2 separate regions of the Mus musculus genome follow, and region 1 is linked to region 2. A link is a contact called in public HiChIP or PLAC-seq data. All regions are on one chromosome and are shown on one strand. The core of a region is the stretch at or near the end of the contact, and the rest is flanking DNA. Distances in the headings are between cores, read along the strand shown. Region 1 holds the start of Usb1 (U6 snRNA biogenesis 1). Region 2 has its middle 6.8 kb from the start of n-TLcag4.

The links. HiChIP or PLAC-seq counts read pairs in DNA pulled down with a chosen protein or histone mark.
Region 1: a contact with region 2 is called in an H3K4me3 HiChIP or PLAC-seq map of bone marrow-derived macrophages, with 5 times the contacts expected there. The contact joins the promoter of Usb1 here to the enhancer-like site in region 2. A contact is called at or near these places in 1 of 39 promoter capture datasets (pre-B cells), 3 of 484 Hi-C or Micro-C datasets (CD4 T cells, CD8 T cells and effector CD8 T cells) and 6 of 115 datasets of contacts at active chromatin or transcription factors (the SCID.adh cell line, bone marrow-derived macrophages, large pre-B cells and 3 more).

What each region holds. Positions count from the first base shown.
Region 1 is chr8:95,329,355-95,333,676 of GRCm38.p6, forward strand. Usb1 (U6 snRNA biogenesis 1) reads left to right here and starts at 2,930. Exons shown (of 7, transcript NM_133954.2): 1 at 2,930-3,111; 2 at 4,014-4,180. The coding sequence starts at 3,008. It overlaps Zfp319 (zinc finger protein 319), which reads right to left and starts at 2,457. Exons shown (of 2, transcript NM_024467.4): 1 at 2,167-2,457; 2 at 1-458. The coding sequence starts at 219.
Region 2 is chr8:94,708,690-94,713,094 of GRCm38.p6, forward strand. No RefSeq gene overlaps it. Among named protein-coding and RNA genes, the nearest start is that of n-TLcag4, 6.8 kb to the left of the region's middle. Within about 2 kb of position 2,557, at least 109 of the 459 cell types and tissues checked have an H3K27ac peak or open chromatin away from gene starts, as enhancers often do. A contact at or near this core is called in CD8 T cells, bone marrow-derived macrophages and memory CD8 T cells, where this site is marked.

The DNA.
Region 1 (4,322 bases), core at 1,680-4,179, 620 kb after region 2:
CGGCTCCCCGGCTTGCAGGGGTGCATGCTGTGGGGGCTGGAGGCCTGGGTCGGGTTGCAGGAGTATGCCGTACACGGCACAGCCCAGGGGGTTCTCGGCCGAGCCTGGGGGCAGCGTGTGCTCAGCCAGGGCTGGAGGTGTCTCTGCATGGTGCTGAGGCTGCGGCGCCTGTGGCTGCTGTGGCTGAGTCTGCGGTGGCTGCTGCCAGCTTTCTGACATGCTTGGGAAGATGAAACTGGGTTTGGACAGTAATGGCTTCAGTTTCCCCGCTTAAGGTGAACCTAACCCTGAGAGAAGCTACCGGATCTCAGGTTCGGACAAGAACCTCACACAGGGCACAGAGGCCTTGTCAGATAGCCCTTGTCATTAGCCAAGAAGATAGCCTGCAGGACGGGAGGGCTCTTCGAGACAGGGTCCTGGCAATGCTAAGAAGGCTGTGCCTTCCCCAGTAATCGGTTCTGTAGGGAAGAGAGACACAGTGAATATGAGGCAGGAACAAGCAGCTCTCCCCTTTTCCCTTGCGGCCCACACTCACTACACAGACATAAGCTTCTTTAGGGGACGGAGATGCTCAGGGATCGAGCCCTGCTCCCTTCACCTGCTCTCAAAGAGGCAGCTCCTCTCCTCCATGCAAAGGGGAAGAGAGCTTTCTCTATACCCACTTTCTTTAATCCCCATTCTGGGCAGGGCACCTCAGCCTCCACAAATTCCCCACTAGTTTCCATATGGCCCACTCAGTCAGATAGTATGGGGTGACCTGTCCCTAATGCCTGACAGCCCCTTTCACACTGACATGAGAGAACACTACTGTTTGGAATCAAGAGGATCCTGATGGCTGAAGGAAGCCACGCCCCTGAGGTATAAGTTCTAAGGCAGATGGACTCTGGAAGCTAATATTAAGGCAACAATACTAAGAACCACCTAAAAACCCTCTCCTTTGAAAGACTGGTCTACGTTCCTCTTCACCTGCACTCCAGGCCTTTCCCAGGGCACATGCCACTCTAGCTTAACAGGATTAATGGCCTTTCTGGGACCCAAACTCCTGGCCAAAGAGGGTTAAATAACAGGTTTATAGACCCACTGATCAGGTGAACTTCTTCACTCTAGTTATCTCCCAGAGGAACATAAACAGAAGTCCCTTACCCTCTGAGTCTTTGACTGTCAAGGTGTAAGAAATTGTTCTGTTTGCCTGAATTGTACAGATAAAGCATGCCCCAGGGTGTGTCTCCTCCAAGTCCCAAATATTCACAGTAATCACTGCAAGATAAAGCCCACCTAACCACCGCCCCCACCCCATGCCAGCAAATCTCTAATTCACCACTTTGAGATAGTATTAAAGCAATCCCACAGAGAATTATTTTTGGAATCAAAGGCAGCCTCCTTTCTAGGTTCTCAGCTGCTTATAGATTTAAAAGTTTGCAAGTTTTCTTTAAGGGAAGGAAAGTAGAGAATGTTCCCATAAGCCAGCTGGCTTCTAACTGTTCTCTTAAAGAAACCTAAGAATCAAGCTAAAAGTTGTCACCCTCAGCATCTTCTGGGAAGGGAGGGAATAAAGAGGCTGCTGATTTGGGGTAGTACCTAGGAGTACGACCAACCAACCACAGCTGGCCATTTTAGCGTTCCTAAGGTAGAGAGGAGCGGTGGACTGCACGGAACACTGTCTGATCTAGCTGTACTAATCCAACTGTGTGTTATTTTTCCTGGTATGAATGGCTGCCAGCCCCATCAGCCGCCCCCACTCCCCACCTCCTAGAGCAACCCCACTGCCTACCCTGACCCTTCTCCAGTAAGGAGAAGCCAGGAACACTCTTAGCTCACTGCACAAGAGCTGGAGAGAGAAGTGGAGAGGAAAGGCAAAGAGAAGCCCCCACCCGCGCCCCACCCTAGCCCTTTTTCCTCTCAGAGTCACCGAATGAAAGCTGATCTCCTCCCATCAGGCCCAGCTGGGCTGCCTGCTGTCAGCTCCTGCTCCGGATGGCCCAGCCACTGCGTCCCGAAAAGGGGGTGGTTCCGGCCGAGGAAGGCCCCAGAGCCTCAAACGGTGCCCGGGAAGCAACTGTACTTCCAGGCCCAGCCTGGATCGCCTCGGAGCTCAGGAGGCTCTCCCTGGGTGCAGGGGCTACTGGAGTGGCCCCCAGATGCAGTCCCGGGTGCCCTGCCACTCACCTGCTCCAGGGGTCAGGCGCGGGACAAGCGAAGACCAGCTGCTTTCTCTGCCGCCTCTTTATTCCGGCTCCATCCGCCGCGGCGCGGCCTACGCGTCCTGCCAATCCCCGGGCCTCGCGTAGCAGAGGCAGGCAGCGCGGAGTCGGGAGACAGGTTTGCAGCAGCCGGAACCGACGAATCGACCCGCGCACTCGGGTTAGCGGGACCGGGGCAGCGGACGGACGGGCGAGCGGACAGACCGACGGGTCTTGCAGAGACCGGCGGACAGAGGGTCGGCGCGAGGCCGGGTAGGCGGGGCCGGGGGAGGAGCGGCAGCCGGGGCGGCGGCTGCCGAGAAGCCCGCGGCGCGGAGCGAGGCCGCCCCCTGTCGGGGACCCGCGGCCCCGCTGGCCCGAGCCTGTGGGTACGGAGGGGCGGGGCTGGAGCCTCGGGATCCGCTCGCCGGAGCCTACGGTCGCGGAGGAGCCGGGATCCTCATCCCCGGCTCGCCGCAGCCCCACCTGACTCTCCGGTCTTCTGCAGCTGACCTGCGGCTCAGCTCGCTCTCAAGAGGGATCCTGAGACTCCAACTTTTTGCAAGTCTGGCAAACAGACCCGCAGACCTGTGGAACCCACACTGGGGCGACGGAGTGATCCGGAAGGCCGCCTCCTACAGCCTTTACCGCACAGGCGGTGGCCGCCGTCCGTCCTAAGCTCCACTGGGCTTCGCCCCCCGGGTCGCCAGGCCCCGCCCCGAGGTGGAGCTACTCTAGGTCCCGCCCCCCACAGAGCACTTCCGGCTCAGAGGAACTCCGGGCGTCGGATCAGGTTGTCGGTGGACACGGCTTGTGGTCGAGGCCCCATGAGCTCGGCGCCCCTGGTGGGCTACAGCAGCAGCGGTTCAGAGGATGAAGCGGAGGCTGTCGCCGCGGGGCGGAGCAAACCGGGTACTGGCTTCCACCGTTGGTGAGGATCGAGGAATTTTTCTCTCTCGAGCGTAGATTCTTTTGAAACCCTAGTGGGACCCGAGCCTCCCGGGGAACCAAGAGGGTGGGTCAGTTCCCCGGTAAGAGAAAAAGGGATGTCGAGGGAAAGGATTCAGGACACACCCTGGACAAAGCCCTGGAATGGCACTACCACACACACACCCTGGCTAAGGCAAAGTTGGGAGTGAGGACACGGGTTCAAGTCCAGCCCTCTCCGTTGGTGCGTTTTTTTTTTTTTTTTTTCTCTTTTGGAAAGCAACTATGTTTCTTCCCAGATGTTTCCTCGTTTGAACACTATGCAATAATAACCCAAGCTTTTCGTTCGTCTAGTAAATGGTTAATGAATAGCCACCGTGAGCCACACGGTAGACTGGAGACACCAGCCTGTTGAAAAACCCATGAAAATCTCATGCGCCAAGAGGCTTAAATCTTCGAGGTTCTTAAATACTGGTCTTTGCTGACTGTAGTGTGTCGGTTCATTGCACAAGAGCTCTAGCAAGTAAAAATATGCTCTACACGTGAGGAAATTAATGTAAGCCAAGATCACAGAGCTACTTGAGTTCAGGCCTGTCCAACTATCTAATAGGGACCTCCAAGCCACACTGCTACCTGCTGAAATGTTTCCATGGGGACCAAGAGCCAGCTGAGGTCTGCCTTCCCAGCTAGGAAACTTAAGCAGTTCTAGAAAGCTATGGTTCTTTAGTAGAAGCTCAACCCCTTCCTGGAAATGAACACTCAGCCATTGTGGCTGAGGGAGGAGGATCAAGTTCGAGGCCAACATGGCAAGACTGGTGTGGGTAAGAATCACTGTGCATAACAGCTTAGAACTACCGTTGTTCAAAGGGGTATCAATGAGGATAAATGTGTGTTCTTCTTTTGCAGTGGCCAGAACCCCGTTCCCAGTGAGAAGCTTCCAGTGCCTGACAGTGTGCTAAGTATGTTCCCCAGCACAGAGGAAGGGCCTGAGGACGACAGTGCAAAGCATGGCGGTCGAATCCGAACCTTTCCCCATGAGCGGGGCAACTGGGCCACCCACATCTACATACCGTGTGAGTCACTGACTAAAGTGCCTCTAGCTCTGGCTAGGAGGAAGACACCAGGGCTGCTGTGTGCTGGACTCAGCTCCCACCGCAGACCTGAGGAGACAATGGACTGCCTAACTGCTGAAGTAGACCTTCCTGCACTGGGTGT
Region 2 (4,405 bases), core at 1,307-3,806:
GATGGATGATGGATGGATGGACAGATGGGTGGGTGGATGGATGGATGAATGGATGAGTGGATGAATACATGTGTGGATAGAAAATTGGATGGGTCAAGCTCAGGAAGCTGGGGGCCCTCTGCTGAGACATCCTGATGCATTCCTTCCCTGAGACCCTTTATTCCTGAGCCCTGTTACCCAACCTTCCCCATCGGCACACCGTCCTTCTCTTAGGTCCTCCCTTGCACATAGGCTGTGATTATTTGTTTTTGTTAGCATATACAGCGCTAATTGTTGTCAAAGTTAGGGTGTTTATTGCTGCAATGAAACAGTATGACCAAAAGCAAGCTAGGGAGGAAGGGGTTCATTTGACTTACACTAACATATTGTTTATCCTCAAAGGGAGTCAGGGCAGGAACTCAAACAGGGCGGGGACCTGGAGGCAGGAACTGATGCAGAGGCCATAGGAAGTTGTCTGCTCCTCATGGCTTGCTCAGCCTGCTTTCTTATAGAACCCAGGGCCACCAGCACAGTTCCTGACTACAGTCAGACCAAGCCTCTCTAATGCTGCTTAAAAAACAAAACAAAACAAAACAAAACAAAACAAAACAAAACAAAACAAAACAAAACAAAAAACTAACAGGCATGGGTGGCAGAGATATGGTAGCAGGGAGTGGGAAACTCTTTCCCATGCAGTATAGCAGTATTTACTCTGTTCAGATGGTTTTATCCCAGTAAACAAATGCCACGGTGAATACCTAGGTGTTCCAGTCTTAAACATGTCCCCATGCCCCTTGCTAGAGTACTTCACGCAGTTCACTGTTTTCTGTGTTACTACTGGGTGGGGGGAGTTGTTGCCTCTACGGCTAGAGACCAAAGTGCCCACAGTGCAGATGGCCAAATGCTCACTGCACTGAGAACTGGGTCCCTGTGTTCCTGCTCCAGGATTGCATCTCAGGACTGGAATCTCCGAAGCTAATGCCTGGCTGTTGAGGAAGAGGTCTCCTTTCCCTCATGGCTCGGTCACAGTTTGCTCATTCTGCTTTCTTACAGAACCAAAGAATACTCGCCCGGAGGTAACCACACCCACAATGGGCTGGGACCTCTTCCATCACTCACTAGTTAAGAAAATGCCCAACTGGTAGATCTTATGGAGGTGGAGGCATTTTCTTAATTGAGTTTCCCTCCTTTCAAATAACTCTAGCTTGCATCATAAAACTAGCCAATATGCTAGTTGTATCTAATTGAAAATGTCTGTAGAATCAGGGCATGAACCTCCTCTGGGAAACTGGGGGTTCTGGGAAGGTATGCACTTTCTGTGTGTATCATGAGGCCCTAGGCAGACAGCTGCTTCCCAGCCTTTCAGGGTCATCTCTAGACCTAACAAGTTTGAATCCAGTATCACCGACTTTCTGAGGCCCAAATCCATCTTAGCATGATTTCTGAGGAGAGACGGGAGTAGAGGGGGGTTGGGAGTAGGGGGTGGCATGGCTCTGGGAGGGAAAAAGAGCAGGAACCGGTAGCACAAACCCTTTCCCATAGGCTCCAGGGTTACAATGCCTCCTCCTTAACCCACCATTAAACAGGAGTCCCTGGGCTGGTACTCAGGGTGGGACTTGATCCTGCGTGTGTTGGGGGTTGGTCAAAGAGCTGAATAGGTAGAAGGAGACCCATCCCCACAACCTCAACAGTCAGGCGTTAGCAGGGGAGAGTCTAGTCCCAAAATTGCAATCCCAGGGCAGGAAAACAGGTACCCAGTTCCCAGCTGCAAACACACGTGGAAGAGTCTGAATTGGAAGTGCTTTAGTCTGCTCAGTATCGAACATTCCTAAGATGCCTACAAGGTCCCAGGGAGACGAGGGAAGTCCCAGCCACTTCTGCCATGTGGAGGGTGGCTGTGGTGGGGACATCTGTAGCCAGTGTTTCACAGAAGCAGCCACATGCGTAATAAACAGCCTGGCACGTTCAGGTCAGAGAACGCGGCTGGGGGCCAGGGAAGGCTTCTGTTAATGAACCACTAATGAGCCATTTTTAAGCTGGATGTAGTAATTCATATTTGTGAGCCTTGCTACTCAGAGGGTGAGGTGGAGGGATTGCTCTAGCTCAGGAGTCCAAAATGAGTCTGGGAAATCTAGCAAGACTCTCATTAATATATATTAATGTTTTATATATATATATATATGCATATATACACATGTATATGCATATACATATACACACACATATATGTATATGTGTGTGTAATGTATATATTATGTAATGTATATAATATATAATGTATATATTAGCCTGGTGGATCATACTTGTAATCTCAGTATTAAGGATGCTTGAGGCAGGGGAAAACCACATGTTGGAGATTTGCCTGACCAATATACATATTATACTATATTATACTATGATATAACAAGTCCTTTCTTAAAGAGACAAAACCAACAACAAAAGAAGATGAAAAACTGCATTTATATTTTGGAATTACCCACCATCTTTCTCAGGATAGCTGTGGGGATATTTGAGGTCCTGGGAACAGAAAACCAGAATCACTGTGGCTGCAGCCAAGGTATGAGGCTCTCTGCTGGCAGGACTTGAGGCTGGGCAGGCTCTGGTGAGTTCGTTTGGGCTATCCCCGCCTGGCATGGATAAGGCAAGCATGCTGCTGCCAGAAACCCCTCGGGCTTGGACACCAGCCTGGAGCCAGGAGCCCAGCCAGCAATGGGAGAGGATTGTTACCTGCAGAAGTGGCTGTGAAAAGCTAGGGAGATGGGAACTTGGCCCCTACAGCCAGTTTTCCTTTCCCCCTTTCCATTTAAGGGCATGTTATTCTTCCTCCCAGTGAACTGCCCAAAGCCACCAGCTTCTGTGTCATTTCCTTCCCTCTAGGAGGGAGGCCGAAGGCTTTTGCTTTCCTTTTTAGACCTTCACCGCAGTGAGACTCAAATTTCCCTTTTCTTCTCTCTCTCCCTCTCCCTCTCTCTTTAATTCTCCCTCTTTCTGATTTAAAAATATTTTAAATTATGTGCATGTGTGCATATGAACATGAGTGCAGGCTGCCCAGGAGGCCAGAGGTGTAGGCTTTCCTTGCTGGAGTTACAGGCAGATGTGAGCCACCTGGTTATGGGTGCTTGGAAGTAGACTAGGATCCTCTGCAAGGCAGTACCTGTTCTTGACTGCTGAGCCATCCTCCGGCCCTCTTACCTCCCTCTTTCCCTCCTCCCCCTATGGATTTTTTTTTGGGGGGGGGGAGGACGAGATTGGTAATATCTTACTGTGTAGCTTGGTATAGAACTCACTATGTAGACCAGGCTGGATTCACAGGGGTCATATCTTTTTCTCTTTCTAGATACAGCATCTCACTTTGTAGCCCAGGCTAGCCTAGAACTCATAATCCTCCTGTCTCTATGGCCCAAGTACTGAAATTATAGGTGTGTTCCACTATGCCCAGCAAAGTTTGGATTTTGTAAACTTCCATGTCTCTTTTCCCTCTTTCTGTCTATTTTTTTCCCCTTTATGGCCAGAGAAGGATTCAGGGAGGACCAGCGGTAAAGGAGTGAACATCAGTGTGTTAAAAGGAAACTCCAACCATCATTAAATATATATCATTATTTAAATACCAAATGACGTCTCTCAATGTGGTTGTACTTTTCATGCCATATATATTCATTTATATATGACACACACATGTGTCTGCATGTGCACATGTGTCTTGGCTACTATTCTATTGCTGTGAAAAGGCACCATGACCAAGGCCAGCTCTCATTTTTTTTTAAGATTTATTTATTTATTTTATATATATGCTGACTTCAGACACACCAGAAGAGGGCATTATATCCCATTACAGATGTTTGTGAGCCACCATGGGGTTGCTGGGAATTGAACTTCGGACCTCTGGAAGAGCAGTCAGTGCTCTTGACCACTGACCCATCTCTCCAGCCCAAGGCATCTCTTATAAAAGAAAGCATTTAACTGGGGGCTTGTAGGACCATCATGGAGGGAAGCAGACAGGTGTGGCACTGGAGCAGTAACTGAGAGAGTAACTGATCCGTAAGCATCAGGAGAAAGGGGGGAGAGGGGGAGAGGTGGAGGGGGAGAGGGGGAGAGGGGGAGGGGGAGAGAGAGAGAAGAGAGAAGAGAGAACCTGGTGTGAGTGTTTAAAACCTCAAAGCCCATCCTCAGTGACACCCCTCTCCAACTAGGACACACCTAGCCACAGCTCACCAACTGAGGACCAGGCATTCAAACATATGAGCCTATGGGACCATTGCCACCCAAACAGCCATATATACTTAAATAATTCTAACAATATCTTTGCCATGTAAATCTCCCACCAAAGTTGTAGTCTCCTGTCTCTGTTTAAATCATTCATAATAACCTGGAATGTGGACCTGAGAGAGATTTAAGGATGACAGAATATGTGAAGCATAAACCTAAG